3 separate regions of the Rattus norvegicus genome follow, and regions 1 and 2 are each linked to region 3. A link is a contact called in public Hi-C data. All regions are on one chromosome and are shown on one strand. Each heading gives the region's core, a stretch centred on a gene start, on an enhancer-like site or on the middle of the called end of the contact. The rest is flanking DNA. Distances are from core to core; before and after follow the strand shown. Region 1 has its middle 180 kb from the start of Dyrk2. Region 2 has its middle 180 kb from the start of Cand1. Region 3 holds the start of Dyrk2 (dual specificity tyrosine phosphorylation regulated kinase 2).

The links. A called contact is a pair of places that touch in the nucleus more often than the background predicts.
Region 1: a contact with region 3 is called in a Hi-C map of the A7r5 cell line, with 4 times the contacts expected there. The contact joins the enhancer-like site here to the promoter of Dyrk2 in region 3. A contact is called at or near these places in 2 of 12 Hi-C or Micro-C datasets (the A7r5 cell line and prefrontal cortex).
Region 2: a Hi-C map of mammary epithelial cells shows a contact between it and region 3, with 2.8 times the contacts expected there. The contact joins the enhancer-like site here to the promoter of Dyrk2 in region 3. A contact is called at or near these places in 7 of 12 Hi-C or Micro-C datasets (the A7r5 cell line, frontal cortex, liver and 3 more) and 1 of 1 datasets of contacts at active chromatin or transcription factors (oligodendrocytes).

What each region holds. Positions count from the first base shown.
Region 1 is chr7:56,068,813-56,072,987 of GRCr8, forward strand. No RefSeq gene overlaps it. Among named protein-coding and RNA genes, the nearest start is that of Dyrk2, 180 kb to the right of the region's middle. Within about 2 kb of position 1,884, at least 5 of the 93 cell types and tissues checked have an H3K27ac peak or open chromatin away from gene starts, as enhancers often do. A contact at or near this core is called in the A7r5 cell line, where this site is marked.
Region 2 is chr7:56,426,263-56,430,760 of GRCr8, forward strand. No RefSeq gene overlaps it. Among named protein-coding and RNA genes, the nearest start is that of Cand1, 180 kb to the right of the region's middle. Within about 2 kb of position 2,334, at least 5 of the 93 cell types and tissues checked have an H3K27ac peak or open chromatin away from gene starts, as enhancers often do. A contact at or near this core is called in liver, where this site is marked.
Region 3 is chr7:56,246,052-56,250,449 of GRCr8, forward strand. It overlaps Dyrk2 (dual specificity tyrosine phosphorylation regulated kinase 2), which reads right to left and starts at 2,609. Exons shown (of 3, transcript NM_001108100.2): 1 at 2,159-2,609; 2 at 1,589-1,737. The coding sequence starts at 2,207.

The DNA.
Region 1 (4,175 bases), core at 634-3,133, 180 kb before region 3:
GGATGGGATGCACGGGTGGTGCCCGATGATCCAGTCACGAGTCCACAACAACGTCCATAGACCAGGCTGCCCTTCCCACGGTCTGCTTGCAGCCAATGACTTCCAAAAGCAGAGAGACGGCAGCTTCGCTCTCATACAGTTTCTTGCATTTCAGAATGTGTGACTTTGACTCTCATTGACTTAGCCAAAATGTGGTTGTTATGGGAATGTTACGTTCTGCCCATTCACCCTTTTCTTTGCTCCCACGCAGGGTTTTAGCCAAGCATCCCGGTGTCCTTTACTTCTCCCATTTGTAGTTCTCCCAGTAGATCTTTTAGAGGACCGAGGGTTCTCCGAAATGAGTTTGTCCTCTAGAATAACTGTCAAACAATAATAGCTAATCAAAGTGGGAACATCAGAAATTTGTCTCCAGAAACCTGAGAAGTGGAAGGGAGATACGAAGGCCAGAGCTGCGGAGCTCAGACACCGTTAAGGGCCTATTGATAAAAATGTCCACCGACTTTGAGTGTCCTAGTGCTCGACATTGACTCTAGAATTTTCTCCCGGTGTAGTCTGTTTGGAGCTAGCTCTTTAGAACTGTGTGATGTGGGTCTAATTTCCTTCATCCTCTTTGTTTTGCCCAACCCAGCCCCAGTAAATTTCCGTTACTTACAACTCTAAACTGTTACATTGAGAAAACTGTCCGGAGTGCTGACATGTCTTTTTTGGTGCTGCAAAGGCTTTAGCCGGCTCCTTTCCAACCCTTGGATGCACTTCTATGGTACTGAGTTTTGCCCTCTGCATAGAGGCTTTATTTTTAAATTGTGAATGTTTGTTTCAGGGCAGTTAAACATAAATCTCAAATTCCCAAAGTAAAGTTGAAAAGAAGATATGACTCACGGAAAGGACATTTTAATAGTCAGAAGTTATAGGGAGGCATCTGTCCCAGATCGGCTCCTAAAACTCAGACATAAAAAGGTGCCCAGAATTCTAAAAGGACCTTGTGACCTTCACTGAGTGCCTCGGAGGAGATCAGAAAGGAGCAGATCAGATCAGTAACAGATCAGAAAGTAACAAAGCTGTCATTTCTAGCTGTATTTTAGGGAAGAGAGTCACACTATCGAATACTGACTTAACAAACACTAACTATCCTAACCACTGAGGCACAATCAGAAGATATGAGTCTGACATCTCGAAGGCAGCCTTTGCTTCTACCTGCAGTGGTGTATTTCTAAATGTCCCTGAGATACACACTCCTACATGGTCTAGGCTCCCTGGAGCACTCTGGATAAGTGACTCTGAGTCCCACTTCACGTTCAGTGCTAATCTAGGAACCAGAACTACAGCTGGAGTGGAAACTCTAGAGCTTTAAGAACCTGCCTCAGACATCCATTTGACAAAAGGCCACTTAGGAGCAGCTCATCTCTTCTGAGTCTTTTGAGAGAGATTTGCATTTCTCCACATGGATGTTCTGAATGACTCCGAAACTTAACAAAAAGTATTTCTAAGTGTTCCTTAAATCCTTTCTCTAACCTGCTCACTGAATAGCAACCCATTGACTAGGTTTAGGTGGGGGTGGAGGGAGGAGCAGTATGAGCCCTCATAGACACGGAAGCTCTTATCAAAGGACGTGGTCTAAACGGAGCTGAATATGAGAATCTGTCTGGCCCTAAGGGTTCCCGCAACAGTTTACAAACGTGTTTGAACACTAAATCAATCTGTGATTCCTGTGCCTGAGAGGCAACCTATTATGTGGACACTGTCTGTCCTGTGAAGGGAGGCCCAGAGCCCTCCTTTTCAGCATTAGATATTTTCCATTTGTCCTGGGAATGTGGCAGGGAACAGTGATTGGTCATCATCTGTTTAATCTCTGCTGACAGAAGGAGAGGGAGGCCATGGTTTTTATTTCTGGCCTGACTTACTTCAGTCTTAATCTTTTTTTGGAAGCAGAGGAAACATGGCAAACAGTCTGGAACATTCTTTCCTGCAGACTCAGCAGAGAGCAAAGAATACCTTTCCCTCAGAGGCCCAGTGACATATATTTTATTTCAAGGGGGATATGGAGCAAGGTTAAGACTTGTCTGGTCTGTGTGTAACGTTTATACTGCCTACTAGTGTTACATCTCATTACCAAAGACCTGCTGTCCATTTGCATGCTTCTGGGAAGTCCGAGATTCTAAAAGGCCCTCTTGCAGGGAAGTCTCTGGGGGGGGGGGTCGTCTGTGCTCCATGGGCCAGCTAATTTATGCTAATCACATTACTCTGAACCACTGATTTCTTCTTTTCTTAAGGGTTCTATCAGTACTTCATCTCTTGCTTCGTCATGGGCTCCGTGGTCTCTCCTTTAAATATTCTACTAAAGACAGCTAGGACCAAGCAAGAAGGGGGAGCAGGAGGAGGAGGAGGAGGAGGAGGAGGAGGAGGAGGAGGAGGAGGAAGAGAAATCAATTTTTCTTAAAGACAAGCAATAATGTATGACTCCTAAAAGGGGGCAGCTTAAATCCAGATTGTGACTGGGATATAAATACGAGTAGCTAACGTTCAGGAAGGAAGGCAGGGAGAGGGGTAGGGAGAGTGGGGAGGGAGAGAGAAAGGAGGAATAGAAGTAGAAGGGAGAGGGGTAAAGAGAGAGGGAGAGGGAGAGAGGGGGAGGGAGAGAGGGAGGAGGGAGGGGAGGGAAAGGAAGGGGGAGGAAGAGGAAGGGGGAGGAAGGGGGAGGCAGAGAAGGAAGAGGGGGGAGGAAGAGGGAGTGGGAGGGAAAGGGGGAGAGAGGGAGAGGAGGTCTCCCTTCTCTCTCAGGACCATCTATGTCTTGTCACTCTTGCATCATTCGGTCACATAGGTATTCATTTTAAACAAGCGTTACCCATGAGCGTGGGTGCTAGGTTTATTCCTTCTCTCAGGAATAACTGACCACTCCTCTGTGAGGTCTCTGCGCACACAGCACTCCCCAGCAGAGGTCCCACAGTCCAATGGTCCTGTGGGTGAAGAGCGCTAGTGAACCACTCACCAGATGCTACTTTTATGTTTGGGAACTTCAGAGTGCACTGGCATCAGCGTAACTACACAGTTAATACACAGGCCATGCACACTTGGAAACCAAAAGCCGAGTTTCTTTAGTCCCAGTAACAGAGCTGTTTATTTCTGTCTTTTCCCAAGGACTCACCATGAACAGGATTCAATGGGACTGACTATTCTCAATTCTCCAGGATTCCATTCTCCTTGGTGGATCAGGCTCTTCCCTCTCTTGTCTCTCTCTATCTCTCACTGTCTCTCTTTGTCTCTGTCTCTGTCTCTGTGTCTCTGTGTCTCTGTGTCTCTGTCTCTGTCTCTGTCTCTCTCTCTGTCTCTTTCTCTCTGTCTCTGTCTTTGTCTGTCTCTTTGTCTCTCTGTCTGTCTCTCTCTGTCTGTCTCTCTCTCTCTCTGTCTCTGTCTCTCTCTCTCTCTTTCTTACCTCTTGTCCTCAGGTTTTTCTTTTATAGTACCCATGTCTACGAGCCCCACCCTTGTCTTTTGTGACCCACTTTCCTGTCTTGTGAGGTTTGATGAGAAGCTACTTCTTTTCTAGAAACGTTCTCTTCAGAGAACTGATGGCTCACCCCACACTGTATCATGTACTAACTTCTTTCACACCATATGTCTTATTTGTTATTCTTGTTCAGGTTTTGTTTTTTAATTCTCCATTAGACTGTGGAGTCCAGAGTCATCCAACTGTATCCCCCACCATGTATTTTAGGGCAGAGAGCTAGGTAAGTATTTGGAACGGGGCGTCGAAGGAAAGGTCCACTCCAGCAGAAAGGATTGAGCCTAACTTGTTTTCATGATATCAAAATCGAAGACAGTGACATGTGTACACAGAACTACTTAATCTGGTTCAATTGCATGAGACATGTTTTTTTATTTTCTTCCTTCTGAGGAGAGATTGGAAGTAAATAAGAGACACAGCCCGGCCAGCAGAGGTGGGCTGGCCAGAGATCACCCACCCTGACCCAATGCGTTCAGCACTCAGTGACTTAATGTGTAGCCAGGCTTTCGAGAGGCATAAATTTCCATTGTTGCTACGCCCGTCTCTACAGATGGGAAATACACAGCCTGTTTCCAGCCCACATAAAACACAGACGCCTCCCAAACCACAGGCTTGCCCTGGACACTTTCGACAGTCAGGTCAGCTGTCTGTGTTGTTACTTTCCACAGAT
Region 2 (4,498 bases), core at 1,084-3,583, 180 kb after region 3:
TATCTACATATCCACAAGACCTCCGTGGTGTGTGAACTTGATCCTCAGCATTTAGAACTGCCTGGCTCTGCCATTGTTAATAACAGATACAGGCTCAACTTGTTGTGGGATAGGGTAAGAGTAGACCGGGACTAGAACGGCCATACCACATATCAGCCACTTCCCACAAGTCTTAGAGGATCAGAGACCTGTGGACATGTTAGGACGAAATTCTTCTGTGACTTGACCTGGACTATCAGGGTACAGCCAATAAGCACATAAACCGGAAAGACCGTCGCAGCAGCCATGGTCCTCCAGTCATCTGTAGCCTTTGAAGACCCAGAAGGCCTGTAAGCTTGTGCTCAGGGCAGATCTTGTCCCATCTCCCATTCAAGCACACCAACCATTCTGGCCATGTGGCTTCTGCTATGCTATCAGGAAGATGTCAGGAATTAGCTAAAAAATTCATCCGACAAGGGCTTTAAATACATGATGTGCAATAATCAGTGTGCAGGGCAGAGAGGTCAGGTCAGGTAAGAAGGTATGCGTGCCAGGTGCCGGGGCAGTCTATGAAACCCATCTCTGTTTGGGCTTTCAGTGACGCTTCATCTCGTTAAGGGGTCAGGATCACGTGAGTCTCCCAGAGTCAATCTGGCGTTATACCAGAAAGGTTCGGACTTTCCAAGGTGGATCCATTGAGGGTCCTGGGTTATGTGACCCACCAGGAGAAACACAAGGGACTCTCAGGGCACAGGATGGTGAAATAAGAAGCTAGAACCACCTACTATCATAGGCCGTAGATCTGTCCAAGTGAATTGCGGCATTGAAAATGACACAAATTAGTATTTCATTTCTTGGTGACATGTCACCAAAACGATGCTGGAATGTTCTCTGTGAGGGCCCCCCCCCCCCCCGCCCACCAAGGGCACTGCACTTAGGCTAAATAAGGCTCTCCTGAGATATGTAATTGTCAAACTGCCTGGCGCCATCTAGAAATGCCTACCTATTGGCCGAACTTTGTAGAAGCCTTCCACTTATAACCCCTACCACTAGCGGCATCGGTGATATTTCAAACAATAACCCCTAAACATGATGGTTCTCAAACGTGAAATCTTGTTACTGACGTCACCATCCTCGCCTAAGAGAGGCGCTCCCAGGCTCTGCTCCGGGTCTCCCTGGAGTCATGAATTTCTCTGCTGTCTTCAGTCAAAATCACGAGTTTTACCGCCACCCATGTCAGTGATAATTTACCCTCCCATGGGCTCTTGCTGTGCAGACTCCTTCACGTGATTGGTAAGTTTGGGCTAGAAATAGTTCAAGATGTCCTGGAAGGACATTGCCCACAACCCATTGTTCTGTCTTTTCAAAACTCTGGTTTAATTCTTCACTTTTTCATATTTTCCTTTTGATTCCAAGGGCAAATCTAGTAATATGGGTGTCCTCTGGCTTCCACAGCCTCTCTTGCCTGAGGGTTTTAAAGCCTCACATGGAACCCTTAATTACTCCTCTCCTGACTCTCCCTTCCTCCCCCTTGTCCTGGGAAAGGGGCTGTGGTAGGGAATAGACAGCTTCTCCGCTGGTGTAAAGCCTGCCTAATCTACTACAACTTGTTAATCGTCAATTAAAATTGCCCAGAGAACTTTGAAAACTACCAAATGCCTGGTTTTCCCTCCCAGCGATTAAATCAAGAATTGGGAAGGCCCAAGGCTGATATATTTTTAACTCTGCCGGCGGCCGAGGGTTCTAATGGACATCCACAGTTGGGAAGCACACTGTGAGCCATGGTTCCCCCCGGGAGCTACTGCTACAGTCAAACATCAGCTCACGTGGTGAGGCCACTGAAGAATACACAAGATTCTCCAACCCTGTTACTCAAGTTCTCCCACTCAGAACCTCTTGCCTACTTGGCCTCTCCCCAGTTTGAGGCAGAGTTTCCCTTATCAAAGCGACGCCTGAGATCACAGGGCTGTCCTCTGCCCCCTCCGTGAGCTTCCCCACGCATCTCTTAGGAGTCACCACTTGAGTTACTATCACTCATTCAGAAGACAGAACTTTGCTTCTTTCTTTCTGTTAATCATTTCCCATTTTCCCAAGGTGATTCAGAAACCCAGAGCTCACTGACAGAGTGTGGGCAGCTGTGTGGGCCTGTGGAACCACCTCCCGTTAAGCTCCGAAACTCGGCAGCTGAGAAAGGCAACAAGGAAACTCAGTTTTTATCCAATCATAAGGGAAGCGCGAGAGGCCTGTTTCCGCAACCACCGTCTGATTGATTGAGGACTTGAGCAATGCTCAAACTCTCAATCAGTTCTGGCTGTTCAGTCCTTGTTTGTCAGTCATCCGCTGGGAAATCGCACGCTACTTTTCAAAGCAGTGGGTTGGAACGTGTTGTTGCATGTGGAAACCACATCAGCAGCCACACCGGGGATAAGAAGTCCAGCTACACAAAGAACCCATGCAACTTTCCTGTCTCCTGGCCAACTGAGGCAGGACCAAGTGGAAACCTCCACCTTCTAAGAACCTCCGCCTTCTGAGGTTGTCTGGACCCTTGCCAATCAGCATAAACTCATTCATTCATTCACTCATTCATTCATTCTCCCACTTATTCGATAAACATTTCCTTGGACATCTTCTGCGTGGCAGGTGCTATGCTACAAGCCAGGGCTAGACTGATGCATCGGCCCCCAGGAGCTACAGTCCGCTGGCAATCATATGCATGCATAACGGCCTTCACAAAAGAGCCTGGCCCTCCCCGCTTTGCTTTTCTCCTGTCTCTTTGGCTAAAATCTCTTCAGCCCTTTAGATCTTAAGTAAAGTGTTACTTCATCCAAACAAAACCTTTCTTGACCTATACAGTGAGCGTCAGATGCCTTGCCCGCAGGATTCCACAGCTCTGCAAGCTCATTGTAGGAGTTCATTTAGTTGTTTCTCAGCAGCCTCTGGCTAGACAGTGACCTAAGGATAACCGGCTCCTCATGTCCATCTCCAGTGACCCCATTCCTCCCTGCATGCTATGGGGATTCAATCAGACAAGTCTGACTGAAGACCCACAGACCACAGGCCTGTGACCTTGGCAAGCCACGAGGCAGCCAAGTACAAAATAATCAGCATGAAACATTATACGTTTCTTGTTTTGGAACTGGACTGTCTGATTCTCTTCTGTGGACTCTGTGGATGATAGCATCTACTTCCCACAGCCAAACTGTTGGCTGCACCGGCTTGAACGGACAATGGAGTGAATGATAGCAATGTCCAGAGTCAGTGAGAGTAGAGGGAAGACCCCCAAAGACTCCACTGGGGAGATATGACTGCTAATCAAAAATCACGACTAGAGCTCTAGGACCGGGCACGTTCTGTGTTTACCGGAAGTCCCACACCCGCGGATCCCGGCCCGCAGCAGCTCTCTGCTCCCAGACCCGGTGAGAGAGAGACCCAACCGCCTGGTCAGGTGGGCACTCCTGAGGCTGCAGAGCGGAAGAGACCACCAACACTGCTCACCCCTGCCCACATCCCTGGCCCAAGAAGAAACTGTATAAGGCCTCTGGGCTCCCGTGGGGGAGGGCCCAGGAGCGGCAGGACCCCTGCCAGAGACACCGCCGGACCCTGAAGGAAACAGACCGGATAAACAGTTCTCTGCACCCAAATCCCGTGGGAGGGAGAGCTAAACCTTCAGAGAGGCAGACAGGCCTGGGAAACCAGAAGAGACTGCTCCCTGCACACACATCTCGGACGCCAGAGGAAAAAGCCAAAGACCATCTGGAACCCTGGTGCACTGAAGCTCCCGGAAGGGGCGGCACAGGTCTTCCTGGTTGCTGCCGCTGCAGAGAGCCCCTGGGCAGCACCCCACGAGCGAACTTGAGCCTCAGGACCACAGGTAAGACCAAATTTTCTGCTGCAAGAAAGCTGCCTGGTGAACTCAAGACACAGGCCCACAGGAACAGCTGAAGACCTGTAGAGAGGAAAAACTACACGCCCGAAAGCAGAACACTCTGTCCCCATAACTGACTGAAAGAGAGGAAAACAGGTCTACAGCACTCCTGACACACAGGCTTATAGGACAGTCTAGCCACTGTCAGAAATAGCAGAACAAAGTAACACTAGAGATAATCTGATGGCGAGAGGCAAGCGCAGGAACACAAGCAACAGAAACCAAGACTACAATGCATCATCGGAGCCCAATTCTCCCACCAAAACAAACATGGAATATCCAAACACACCAGAAAAGCAAGATCTAGTTTCAAAATCATATTTGATCATGATGCTGGAGGACTTCAAGAAAGACATGAACACACTTAGGGAAACACAGGAAAACATTAATAAACAAGTAGAAGCCTACAGAGAGGAATCGCAAAAATCCCTGAAAGAATTCCAGGAAAACACAATCAAACAGTTGAAGGAATTAAAAATGGAAATAGAAGCAATCAAGAAAGAACACATGGAAACAACCCTGGATATAGAAAACCAAAAGAAGAGACAAGGAGCTGTAGATACAAGCTTCACCAACAGAATACAAGAGATGGAA
Region 3 (4,398 bases), core at 1,359-3,858:
GAAATTTACCCTTCGGTGTATAACAGCCATGTCACACACAGGCCACAGCACAGCACAGGCATCTATGCCGAAATCACCTTCATGCCTTTTCCTTTCCGGTGCCACACAGGCTTTCCACTTGTGGCAGTTTTCCCCTCTCCCAATTTCATGACATATTTCAGTTGCAAAGAAGTTCTGATCAGGCAAAGGCCATCCTTAACAAAACTTGGAAATCGAATGCAAATTGAGTTATTCCTTGTCCAGTTCACAACATGTAACACGATCACACCAACACATGGGGGGGAAATGGACGCTGGGTTTTCCAAACTGTCAGATGATTCTAAACCAGCCAAAACCACAGAAAAGCCAAACCTCCAAAACCAACGATGACTCCTTTCTAGGATGCCCTTGTGGCAGTCACATCCCCACTACCTGCAGGCTCTCTTTCCCAGCGAGATAGTACGACCCAGATGAGTTCATCCCTGTGTAATGAATCCCCAGCTCCTAGCATAGACTCACCGAGAAAAACAGAGAATAACAAAACATGTCTATGAAATTGTCTACCTCTCTTGTACGCCTCCAGCACAGCTAACGTCGGTCTCATCTCCCGTGATAAACAAGTTTCAGTCACAAATGACTCCCCTTCTTCCCCCCAGAGATGCTCCCTGCAGGCCACAAACCATGGGTGGGTACTTTCAAGCAACTTTCACTTAGCCACAAAATCCTACATCCTGCAGGCAACCTCACACAGAAACCATCCTAGGTTGCTCACATTCCCAGAGAGCCTTTGGGAAAGAGATCTTTAAAACCATCACCTGCAAGCGCACACCTCCTTTAGGCTCATGGTCACCATCCAAAGGCCATCGCTAGGGGCTGAGGAAAGGTACAAGCTGAAGTCAGCCCAGCTCCCCAGTCTCTGCAGCCACCAGTCCCAGGCTCCGCACTCCCCAGGGCCTCAAGGGACTGCACAGCCCTTGTCAGGTGCCCTTCCCTTGCCACCTACAAAGCAAAGCCGGCCCTTTCCTTTTGAGTCAATATCCACGCTGAGAATCCTACAGTGGTGGTTGTTTTGTTTTGACTACTGCTGTAGCTCTTATTTTTGTTAATGTTAATTACAATTTCTGCTGTGCTCAAACCTGTAGCTCTCATAAAACATGCTTACACACGCGGGGGACAATTGGCGGGTGCTCCCTGCTGGCTGCAGCCAGGCCTCTGAGGCTCTTTGGGGGATCGATTTTCCGGGCAGGGTAGCCTAGCTGTCCCCTAACACATACGTTTCTATAAATATCCACTACCCCTGGGGTTGGGAATAGATGTTTACCGGCCGGGGAAGGGAGCTCTAGGAAGCACAGATGAAAAAAGGGGGGAGGGGGCGCAAGGAGGAAGTTCCCAGGAAAAGGAGCTCTGGTGTGGGCGAGCTTCAGAGGGAAGCGAGGGGCCCACGCCACGAATCTCTTTTGTGGCAGCAGCTCGGGGCTCGCCCAAGTTACAGAGGGCGGCGTCGAGGACAGGCCCCTGCCAGGGGCGTGGAGATTCGGCCCTCTCTTCCCACAGCAAGAACCCAACAAGCCAGGGGTCTGCCCGGCGCCCTCCCAAAGCCAGGTCTCACCGTGTGGGATGTAGTGGTAGCGTTGCTGGCCCGGAGAGGCGGCAGGGCGATGGGGGAGGGTGGGCCGGTCCCCACTCCGCTTCGGGGAGCCCCCGCGCCGATCCCCGGGGAAGCCTGAAGCTGGCGAACGGCGGTGTCCCCTCCTCGGCCTGGGAGCCACGCGCGGGAGGAGACAAAAGAGGGTCAGGGTGGGGAAAGAGAGCTACCCAGACCCCCGCCCCCGCCCCGGTGGGCAGAGAACCCCCTCTTCCAGGGAGAAGATGGAAGGAGACACCCGGCCCGGGAAAAGCCGGCGGCGTGCGGGAAAGGAGGGGGGTCGGGACGCGGCTCCCCGGCGCGCACCCGCCAGCTGCAAAGTTAAGTTCGCGACCCGGAGGGGAGCAGCGCTGGGCCAGAGCTCCGGAGCCCACGTCGCCGGGCCGGGGGAGGGGAGGGCGGGCCACCGAGAGGGCGCTGCGGCGGGGTCGCGCTCCGGATGCCCCTCGCTCAACCCGCCGGGTTCAGGGATCCCGGGGCACCAACACGCGCAGCCCGCGCCCCGTGCCGCCGACAGGGTCCCGGGGCCCTTACCGGTCGGGTAGGCGGCGGGAGCGGCGGCCGAAGGTTTCCTGGTTAACATGGCCGCGGGAGAGGAACGTGCATGGCAGTGCTGCCCTCGCCGCCGGTCCCGCCGCTACTCCTCGCCGCCGCCGCCGCCGCCGCCGCCTCCTGGTCGCCCCTCACGCGGGTCCCCCGCGCCTCGTCGCTTCCTCTCTCCCGCTACAGCCAGACACACGCAGTCCACTGCATCCCCTCGGCCCGGACCCGCCGCCGCGAGCCCCCCGCTCTCCTCCTCGCCTCCGCCGTCCCCCTCGTCCTCGGGCGGCTGCTGTACCCCCCGGCCCGTGCACATGCCTCGCCCTCCCCTGCCGCACCGCTGGCCTCCCCGACTCCCTCACATCGGGGCCGCGGGGAGCGGGCTGCGGCCGCCGGGACCCACTCGCTCGGGAGCCTCCTCCCGGGCCTGCGCGCGTTCGCGCACACTCGCACACACGCTCGCCCCCGCGGCTCGCGCCCGAGAAGGCCAGCCCCGCCCCCGCTGAGGCCCCGCCCCGGACTCCCCCGGCCCCAGCCACACAGGCTGGCGGCCACCCCACCCCCACCCGCCACCCCGGGAGTCCCACCCTCTCCGATCTTCCGCAGAGCCGTCCTCCGCTCCCAGGAAAACTGCGGCTCGGGCTCGCCCTGCGCCTCCCCTGCGGCCATCTGCCCTCTCCCCGTGTCCCCCTCGCCCCTGCGACGCCCCTCCCTGCCCTACCGCGCAACCTACCGCGGCCGGCCTCCTCCCGAAATTGCTGCAGAGACCCCTCCCTCTCCCATCACGCCCCTAAACACCGCCCCTAATGGCTGCTCCCAGACAATACTGCGGCCCCCCAGCCCCGGCCCCTGTCCCTGTCCCAGTGGCCCAGCCAACCCCTCTCCCCAGTTTTATCATGGAGAGAACTTAGTTGTATGAGGGTCACCTCGGAAAGTCAGGCCCCGAGGAGGGACTGCGGCTGAGCTTGGTGACCCAAGCATGGACGAAGGAAGGGGCTGCCCTTCCACTTCCATCTCGGCCACGCACGCCCTCCCTGATTCACTGACACCGAGTGACCGCTGCCCTCCAGTCTCTAGGACAAGGGGAGGCAGACAGGCGCCTGTGGACCGCAGCTGAGGTAGCAGTTGGCTGTGGGTTGCTAGGCAAAAATAAACATCAGAGACGCCTCCCATTTCCTTACAACTCGAAGCCTTTCCCCAGCGCGGCCACTGAGACAGACACACCTTCCTTTCAGCTCTCTGCTGCACTGGGGCGACACCTCTGATTCCCCACATCCTCGGAGGAAAAGATTCTTTTTTTCTTTCCCTTCCCAGACACGTGGAGAATTTCCCTGCCCTATTCATTCGTGGGCTACAGCCTCTGCTTCCCAGAAAGAACAGCATTTGTTTCTCTGTCGCACACCTATGCTTTGTCGTGCGTGGCACACTTGGGCACCTTTGTCCACTTGAACAGTCAGGTGTGGAGCGAAAGCTCGAAAAATCCCCAGCAGATAGGGAAGAAAGTTGGACCGCGTCCAGGCATGCACTTCCTTCCTGGGAGGTGCCTAGTTTCTGAACTGCTCCTGGAGTCCTGTGTCCATCCCTTATTGCCCTGCTCCTTGTGTCTTCTCCAAGTCCCAGAGTGCTGGCCCCAACTAGAGCAGACTTCAGTCTAGAGGGAGCTACCTCCTGCAGAGTTGTACAGGCTATGCTGTTGGCAAATTGTCATAGCAACCTCTTGCAAAGATCACCTCAGCTTTAACCAAATGCCAAAAGGACGGGCCCACATTACAGTGTGACCCTCTAGGGCGCCTACAGAGTAATAAGAGGAGGGCACACTCCACCTTCGAAGAGAATGACAGAGACAGAAAGGAGAGAGACAAACACAGGCAGAGACACAGAGAGACAGAGACAGCCTAATTTTCTTCCTTTTGCAAGAAAGTAGGGACGCAGTAGTGTATTAATAATCGGCTCATATCATAACCTAAATTGCCCCTAGCAAGAAATTCCTCCGTGTGATGATCACCTTCAAACCCACACAGGAAGGCTTGAGTAGCATTCAGACTTAACTAACAGAAAGCGGGTAGTAAGGAGCGGCTACAAGGCTACAATGTATCTGAGATTCCCAGCTTAGTCTCACTGTTGCTCTGCTTATAGCCTGTGCACTGTCAAGAAAACTCGGGAAGTGTCCCCCCCTTACTCTTCTAAACAATTATTTCCTTCCCATCTTACTTTGAGTACTCAGCATATGACTA